Linked DNA regions of Gossypium arboreum: region 2 is linked to region 1. A link is a contact called in public Hi-C data. All regions are on one chromosome and are shown on one strand. Each heading gives the region's core, a stretch centred on a gene start, on an enhancer-like site or on the middle of the called end of the contact. The rest is flanking DNA. Distances are from core to core; before and after follow the strand shown. Region 1 holds the start of LOC108482141 (cytokinin dehydrogenase 5-like). Region 2 holds the start of LOC108483437 (transcription initiation factor IIF subunit beta-like).

Region 1 (4,820 bases), core at 1,489-3,988:
AATAATATAATTATAAAGTAGTGTTCCTTTAGGATTTTATCAGCATAATAGATCACACATGATTTTCCCTGTTTTCTTGCATATGTTTGCATTAAACTTTTTAACTAGATTTATTATTTACTTTCATATAGTTATAATCTCTAGCATTAAATTTTCAATGAACTATTATGATATGTAAATCCAAATAATTTCTAGAAGTTTTTGGTCAATTTATCATTATTGGTTATGATTTGAGCGTATTAAAACATATTTATTTTCTTATTTAAGAATTGGAGAAGGGTTTTAGATAGTTTTAAACTTTTCTCACCATTCTAATTTGTTCATACTTTTAATTTATTAAATTTAATTAATTAATAGTAACTTTTGATGTCGTACAAACAATACATCATCATTAAAATAGATTACTAATTCACATCAATTTTATTTATTTGAGATTTATAAAATTCTTTTGGACCACGGTTGAAGTAATATTTAAAAAAGATTTTGACAATAATGCAAAACAATGATGTTGTCCAAGGTTCTAAGTTGCAATTAGAAAACCGTTTTTGCTGATAGTATATAAATGAATTATATGAAGCCACTAGCTAAATATTAACAACTTTTGTTCTTTATGTTTGCTTTTTAAGTTTTTTCAACTAAAATGTTAGCCTGGTTGGGGGTTTACTATGAGTAAGAGTTTTACAGAGGTTATTCTATTAAAAAAATTTGATAAATTAATTATTCTACATTAAATTAAATTAAAAAATAAATTGTTTCTTCTATTAAAAGCTGGTTATTGTATACATGTGGCATATCACATGTCGTTGTTTAGTTATTCATTCAACCACACTAGTTTTTAACAGTTCAAGTGGATGAAATTTTTAACAAAAATGATTAATTTACTCTTCAATCTAATGTACAAGAATTAGTTTACCCATTTTTAAGTAAAAAGAGCAAAATATAATCTAAGTCTTAATATAAGAACTTTCATTTCATTCTGCTTTTACGATATATAATATATTAGAATAAACTCCATATAATATAAGCTAGTTGTCTAAACACAGCTTTCTTAGGTAAGAGAAGAAACATATAGAATCCTTGCTGATTGGTACTATATATATATACATTTTTTTTAAAATTTTATCTACTTTCACAAGCTATGAATTAAGTAATAAATAATTAAGGTTTTTGTTTTTGATCGAATATAATTAATTAAGGTTGAGTTGATACTTAGTATTGTTGTAATTAATAATAGCTAATGCACTAATCAGCATCATTGACGGCAGATTGAGAGGATTAGGCTACATAGTACTCAAAGCAATAAATGGATATATAATATACCTGGTCAATGGTTTGAGCAGTAGATTCATGGTAGTTCTTTGCGATTTCCAAGCAATACAAGACACCACCAGTGGGAAAAAGAGTGGAGATTTTAACAGGGTTTTGAGGGGAAAACAAAGATGATCTCCAATTGTTGATGAGCCCTTCAGCTACAATCACGAAACCTTCAACGTAGTCGAATTTTTGGTTACTTGACTCTGCATGTAGCGATATAAGATGCTCTTGGTCGCTGGTAAAAGCTGAGAAATTGGAATACAGTACTCTTATCCATCTCACCTACACCACGTTAGACAGACGCAAGTTAAAGGCTGCTCTGGTGGATGAAAAACAGAATGAATGGTAGGTACCATATTTGGAGCCGGCTCAAGGGAAATTCTAGCTCTGGTGATAATGCCAAATTGTCCTAAACCGCCAAGGACAGCATGAAACAGCTCTGTGTTTTCATCTTCTGAGCATGTCAACACCTCACCTTTTCCTGTTCACCAAATCCCATTCATTCTAATGCAACAACAATAATAATATAATGATGCTTGAAAAAGATGGAAGAACTTGACCTGTAACGACGTCAAGCTCGTAAACATTGCTAATTTGTGGACCATGATTGAAAGCTTGGCCACTGATTCCAGCATTTGACAGAGTCCCACCAACAGAGAGGTACAAGTAATCCGTCCATGATTTGGGTGCCAGTCCATACTCTAAGGTACTCTTCAACACATCTATCCAAAGCTCCCCACCCCAAACGTCCACGTATCTCTCTTCAGCCCAAACATGAGGTCGAGGTGGCTTATTCCCCCCTTTCCACCCACTCATCTGAATCACTACACCGTTTGTGGTCTGAGCCTGTCCGTTTATGGAATGCCCATGTCCTCTAGCTGACACCGTCATCCCCTGGTTTGACCCGTAGGCTGCTTTAACGACTCGAGCTATGTCCTGAGCCGAAACTGGATGCAATACAGCCAGCGGTTGACCTCGGGTGAGCAAACCAAAATCGAGAGAAGCCGTTTCGACGTCGCTGGGGTCGACGCTGAGTTGACCATCAATACCCAGGCGAAGAATCTCCATGAAGTCGATGGCCAATCCAACAGTAACCATAATTAAACTAGAAATAAGGAAGGTTAAAAGAAGCATAGTTGCCATATTAAAAGAAGAAAAGAAACAATGCTTGGTTTTCGGTGCTGCAAGAAATGGTTTCTTTGGAACAATGAAATGAATAAATATATAATAAAGAAGAAGAGTGCAGAAAACAAGGTGTTAAAAGATAAGGGGGAAAGTGAGGAGGAAAAGGAACAAAACCTTTGATGGCAGCGTTTACGTAAGCCCAGCTAACACTTAAAGATTTACTACGTAAACATCTAACATGCACAGACCGACAGATTCCTCTCATTTCTTTTTTAGAAACAAAAATGGTGGGTTCTCTCTCAAGCCAAACAAGGAAAAAGGCTTGATATGTATATATAAAGCTTCTCAATCAAGAGAAAATTTTTTATCAAATTATAATTCTATATCATCTTTTATCCCTTTCTAATAAAAAAATAATAAATTAAATTTTTTCAAGATAAAAAAACTGAACATCAAGAGAAAATTTTTATTTATTATTCTTTTATTTAAATAAGAAATAAAAATAATGTGATACATGAAATTACAATTTTTTACAATTTTTTTTCTCAATTAAATTCATATTATTATAGAATATAAAAGGGAGGCGTGAGAGTGGGACGGAAAGGGAACACACGTGGACAATCACGTGCGAGGGGGTGGGAAGACACGTGTGGAAGAGAGAGGAAGGGCTGGGGTTTTAGATGGGGAGGATCACTACGTGGGGACCCAACTGCGGAAGGTTTCACGTGAGTGCTGCCGCTATGCTCGACCCAACACCCACTGCCTCCCCATCCATCCTCACCATTTTATACAAATATGGCAAATACCAGTAAAGATTCTCTTTTTTTTTTTTTTTTCAGAGTTGCTTTTGAAAGTGCGAGCGATGACGAACCGAAGATCCTCTTAATTAATAAACTCAGATTTTGCAAAATCCATATTGATAATTTTACTACTGCAGTCATGAGATCATCAAACTTTGCAGAACCACGCCTTTCTTTCCTTTGGCACTATCGCTGTTTGTGAGTTTAGCATCGTATAATTGTGGTTTTGTACACAAGATTTTTGTAAATACTTGTTTGTTTTTTTTTTGTTACTAACACACTGTTTCTATGTTGGGAAACGTCACGTTTTTGCTTTCATGTTATTGATGCCGATGTGGCATATCATATTTTTATTATGAGAAAGTTTTTACACAATCATAACATCATTCCATCTTCTCGACACCAATGCATAAATAGATATTGGAAGCAAATATAATTTTCATCCTTACTACTGAGGCACCTTTTGAGCGCAATGAAATTGATATGCACACGCGCTTTGTTTTTTTTTTTTTTTTTTTTTAAGAACTAGATGAAAATAACCTATTGAGGTTCTGCTACCAAAATTGGAACATAAAAGAAGAAGAAGCATCAAGGAAGAAAAAGGAAAGAATGGAATCCAAGTATAAGTAATGATGTGAAGGAAGAAGTGATGGATCTCGGAGTTAGCTCATACACCGGAAGTGATGAAAAGCCTGTGTATTATCTATACTCGGGGAACCATTTGATGGGCAATCATCTTGCTTCCAAGTAGAGTTAGAAGGGATTCAAGAGGTAGTCTAAGCACCAAATCAATTGCAAGAACAGCTAAAGCCCTAAGGTGATGAGATAGAGGAGATAGATATTTCAGGGGATGGAAGAGCAACTAGACCTTTGTTCAGAAGTAAGAACCTTATCGAAGAATGAAGGAATTTAATAATTCGACTTTTTGTTGAAGTTGGCCTGCATGCAGCACATGAAGCAACCAATGAGCAGACAATGCCACATAAGTTATGCGGATGAAGTACATACAGTCCAAGTTATGTGGATGAAGTATGAAGATCAAGCTGCTGTAGTATTTCCAGATAAAGTACATGCAGGTACTGAAGTTGATGTTACTGTTCAATTTCGGTTTCATTTTGTTACTTTAAGTAATATTTTGTAACTTAGTTTAATTAGAACTAAGTAGGTAATGTATTTAATGCATTTGGTGCTGATAAGATTGATAGATCAGCTTACCTAATTGTACAAGTTGTGATTTGCAAGTTGCAATGTGCAAGCGGTGTAAGTTACAATGAAGTCTAAAAATAGTAAATATGTTAAAGCTGACTAGCTTATGACTGGTATATGTATTGGCATTATGCCATCTTTTTAATTAATGAATTTCAATAGAAATCATTCAAGAAAAATACTCTCTCTCAATTTTTTGCTTTCATAGTTCAAGCCAAATTCTGTTCGTTTGCTCAAAAACCTCCAGACTTGAATATCAAAGTTTTTGTCATTCTTTATCCGGATTAATTACGTTATTGCTCAAGTTTTGATTGAGCTTCATACTTCCTCCAGATAAATTGTTCCAAAATCCCAACAATTGGTATCTAGAGCCAA
Region 2 (4,820 bases), core at 583-3,082, 250 kb after region 1:
ATGGCTTTTGTTGAGATGGTGTAGGAGGGTTTGATGCAGAGGATACGGAAGAGAGATAAGAAAAGGCTTTCTTGTTCACATATAATCAAGCTCCTTGCATATTTCTTCTCACCACTCTGCCCCCTACTTTTTTGCCATTGTTGAGAATCATTGACTCTGATACCAAATTGTTACTTCGGTGAATTTCAAATTAATAGTTCAGCTCATCAAAGAGAGACTGAAACCTTAAGACTCATAGGAGAGACCCATATCTCTTTAGGGGTTTTGATAAAAATTTTGCTTGCTTTTGTTTTATTGATCGTCCCTTGAAATGGAGATTACAATAATTTAAAAAAGCATATCAAGCTAAATAAAGTCCTACCAAACACAAATTTTATTTTAAGAGTCTTAAAACAACTTCTTTTATTCCAAGAGCCCTACCTAAAAATTTCTCCTAAGAGTCCTACATAACAGCTACTAAGCATCCATAAAAAATAGACTAATTGGCACCATCCATTTAGAAAGAGTTGCAGTCCTTGAACAGGCTCCACCTTAAACCAATCAAATGCTCTTCACAACACACATTCAATATGCTCACTAAAGAACTCCAAAAAAATACTAAATATGCATTTAAAGGTATACATAGTCTCCCCTCATAATCTTTTTACGAATAAAAAGAACACTCACAATTAACTTGTGGACAGCATACCAATTCCTAATATGCACATTATTCTGATTAAACCCTCAATGCTATACAGCAACAAGTGCACCATGTATCTAAGAAAATATTCACTAAATCATGAAAGTAAGAAACACTCCCAGTGTAGTTTTTATAAGAAAACCACATTTTGAGGTAAATTGTTACTTCAAGTTACCGTACAAAGTGACAACAAAAAGGGATTGAATTAGATAACACACAAATGAATACTTGAGAAGCAAAAGAAAAAAGGAACCATAATTCTTACCCTGAGTTGTTTCAGAGAAAACGGACATAGGAACAAAGTCTTTAAACATATTCAAGGCGTAACTCTTTGGCATATTTCCAATCTCAGATCCAGCCATCTCCATAGTAAACTGATCATCAACTGATAAACTCGTGAGAAATAAGAAAACAACAGAACTAATAATACAACTTAAAACGTATAACAAGAATGTCATTCAAATCTTTTACTTGGTAGATTATAGAATCAATAACCAAGAAACCTCTTTTACCACAATTAAAGATCCAATTCACCATTAATAAAAAAGGGGTATTATCTAAAACTTGTAATTAAGAGTTCCAAGTTGCGAATTCAGGGTTAAAAAACTATCATCTTCAAGTGTTTAGGGTTAGAGTACCTGCATAGAAGAAGGGTCATCGGGTTTGCGAGGGTCGAGAGAGAGGACAACCTTGGCGACAGGCTGTGAATCGGAAGAAGAAGAGGTCTGACTCTTCCATGGTTTGGCCACAACGACCGGACACTTCATTAACCAAACCGATCTATCAGCTTTTCCAGTCTCCAAAAAGCCGCTATTACTGTGATCTTCGTCCATCTTCAAGCTCTTCCTCTGCGAACTGATCAAAATTCCTCTTATTTCACGTTTACCTGCAAGGCAGTTTTGGCAGAGCCTGGAAATTTCCTTGGTCAGTTTCTTCTACTTTTCGCTGCCAGAAGACTGACAGCAATTGTTTTTGTTCATTCACAGTATTAAATTTACGAGTTGAGGAATGAATTGGACCCTGACGAACCGCACGGAACGAATTTAGGGAACCGGATTTGTCGTAAAGCTAGTAATGGGCCTAATGGTATCAAAAATAGAGAGAAAATTTAGCTGAGGTTGAAGCCTGTCCGGATCTCATGGGCAGGACAGCTCAGATTGAATCGAGTCCACTATTTTTCAATTTTTTTATTCAACATCAGATTTAAGTAATAAAATTTTAAATAAAATCTGAGAATTGGGATGAGGAAAAACTCCTTTTTAAGTTTAACTAATCCTCCCAAACTTAGAAATTTAATAAGAAACATCCGAATTAAATTAAATTTAATTGTTTTATTTTTGAAATAAATAAAAAAATGTTTTATTTTTATTTTAGAATAAATAAGATTAATTTTTAAGTTTAAACTTAAAACTTAATTGAGATGTTTAATTTATATGGTCCTAGATAAAAATTAATAAACACATTACATTTTCTAATCATCAAAAATAGAAATTTTTATCAAATAAATTTAGATTTAAAAAGTATAAAAATGTACTAGAGTTACGACTTATAATTTGTCTATAGAAAAAATGGGAACTAATGAAATTTCTCATCCACATGGTTTTGAAATCGTCATAGAACTTAAAGCTAAGAATATTCTACTTAAGTTTAACAATAATAAATTATAATTTTATATGTACGGAGATATATATTATATTTATATATTAAGGATATTTTTATAAATATTTCAAGGATGGGTGAGGCATTAGATCATATTACAACCTATCATATTCGAATTTTTCTCAATTCATCCCGACATGAAAATATTTTAATTTTATAAACTAATTAAAAATTAACATGTGTTTTACTTATATCGTATTTGTTTTAGAAAAAGTATTGTATGATTATCATCTTTATCCTTTTAAATTTTTAAGAAGAAAATGTTGAAAATTAAAAAAAGATTAAATTTATCATTCTTTTATTTTGAAAGAGATAAAAATAATTTGAAATCACAGTTTGCTATAATCTATTCTCTTTATTTTAGTTTTTGAAAATTTTTTTGGGCAAAAGTTTTCAAGATTATTAAATACATCGTATTAAAAAATTAGCATAAATGCTACTTTAAAAAAAAAATTAGTGAATTGAATTCAACTATCAAAAAAGAAAATGAGCCTTGAGCGTTTGGGATCCCCCCTGTCTTTGAATCTGGAAAGAGCAACAAAGAAGTTAAGATTCGAGATCACAGAGAAAATGATGACGATAAAATGGTGCTTAATGAATCTTTGCCAATTCGAATGATGGTGGTGCATCAGGTGATGGAAGCGTTTTGCAATTTCTCTGGCAACGGAGTGAGCAATGAGAAAACTACTATGTATTTCACGAAGAATGTTTCTAATCAAATGAAGGATCTGATAAGTGGAGGATTGGACTATAATTCTGCTGAAGATCTTGGGAAGTATTTGGGCGTCCCCATTTTTCATTGACGAGTCACGAAGGCTACTTTTCAGTATTTTATCAACAATATGAAACAAAAGTTAGTCGGCTGGAAGACGAGTGCTTTGTCTTTGGCTGGACGAATTACACTTGCTAAAGCGGTAGTGTCAGTCATACCTATTTATGTGATGAAATCAATCGTTGTTCCAAAAGGTCTTTGCTTGGAAATGGAGAAAATAATCCTCAACTTTGTGTGGGGGAGCACGGATGAAAAACGGAAGATTAGTCTAATTAAATGGGAAGAAGTGTGCAAACCAATTAAAAGTGGTGGACTGGGATTTAAAATTTTGAGCAAGCAAAATGATGCTTTCTTGATGAAGATAGGTTTCAACCTTATTCAACAATCGAATCAGCGTTGGATCCAAGTTCTTCGTACCAAGTATAAATGTGTTGAAAAGGTACCACAAACTTTGCACACAAATTATGTATCGCGGTTATGGAAAGGAATGAGTAAAGTCTGGGAAACTGTCAGGGATGGTGTAATTTGGAATGTTGGAAATGGTAAGGTTGTTGATTTTTGGAGAGATGAATAAATAAAAAATCATGGGAAATTGAATATGGTATGTTTGAATCCGGATTTGCTACCCAATGAAACTGTGATAGTTTATAGTATGGTTAACAATAAAGGAAAATGGGATATGGATGTCTTAAAAAGCATGTTGCCATCATCCTCTGTTGCATATATTACTGCAGTTAAACAACCTATGGCGAATGATGAGTTCGAGGATAAACCTGGTTGGAAATGAAACAAAGGAACTGTCTTCACTTCTAAGTCATCATATGAATTGTTGAGCGAGGAATTTGATCAAGAAATTTATAAGAGGTGGCAGGTGATTTGGAAGATTAGGGGGCCACAGCGAGTGAGAGTATTTCTTTGGCTTGTAGTTCATGAAAATTGCTAACGAATGCGGAACGATAGAGACGACATATTACAATAGACCCTTCGTTTAATCAATGTGGAGCCAGATTGGAGAACATAGATCATGTTTTGCGAAAATGTTTGCCAACGACTGACCTTTGGAGTTGAGTGGTGAAGAGTGGCAAATTGAATGAATTCTTAGGCCTTAGCTGATTGCGTTCATGTAAACTTATCAAGGTCGGAATACTTTGCTCAATGATGAAAACTGGGAGGTGTTTTTTGGGGTGGCATGCTAGAGCCTATTGCTGCGAAGAAATCAAGTTATCTTCAATGATAATTTTTCTGAGTGGAAAAGCACGCTGGACAAGGCAACGCTTTAAGTCTAGAGTTTTGTGATACGACTCAAGGTACAAACGGAAAAGATAACAGGGGAAAAGAGAAGATATTGTAGCATATTTGTTGGTAGCGCACTAAATCAGGATGGCTCAAAGTGAACACAGATAGTGCTAGACTACTCAAGCGTGGTTTTGCAGTAGATAGAGGATCGGTCAGAGATGAAAATGGTGTCTAACACTCAGGATTTGCAAGAAATATAAGGATATGCATCACTATCAAGGTTGAATTACAGGGTATCCATGATGGGTTGATATTAGCAAGGAAGATGGAGGCAAGATGAGTGATCTTAAAAACAAATAGGTTGGCAACATTAGACCTTGTTTGTGAAAAGGGTGAGATGAATTACGACAGTGCTGTTCTACGAAATGTCAAAAGAAAGATTGTTGGTAATTGAGATATTGATCTCAAACATGT

Evidence for each region. Hi-C and Micro-C count contacts between places; a contact is called where the count stands out from the background.
Region 2: a contact with region 1 is called in a Hi-C map of leaf, with 4 times the contacts expected there. The contact joins the promoter of LOC108483437 here to the promoter of LOC108482141 in region 1. A contact is called at or near these places in 2 of 5 Hi-C or Micro-C datasets (both in leaf).

Annotation. Positions count from the first base shown.
Region 1 is chr1:99,063,648-99,068,467 of ASM2569848v2, forward strand. LOC108482141 (cytokinin dehydrogenase 5-like) reads right to left here and starts at 2,739. Exons shown (of 5, transcript XM_017785250.2): 1 at 1,875-2,739; 2 at 1,668-1,795; 3 at 1,321-1,596. The coding sequence starts at 2,457.
Region 2 is chr1:99,309,789-99,314,608 of ASM2569848v2, forward strand. LOC108483437 (transcription initiation factor IIF subunit beta-like) reads right to left here and starts at 1,833. Exons shown (of 6, transcript XM_017786831.2): 1 at 1,318-1,833; 2 at 945-1,053. The coding sequence starts at 1,512.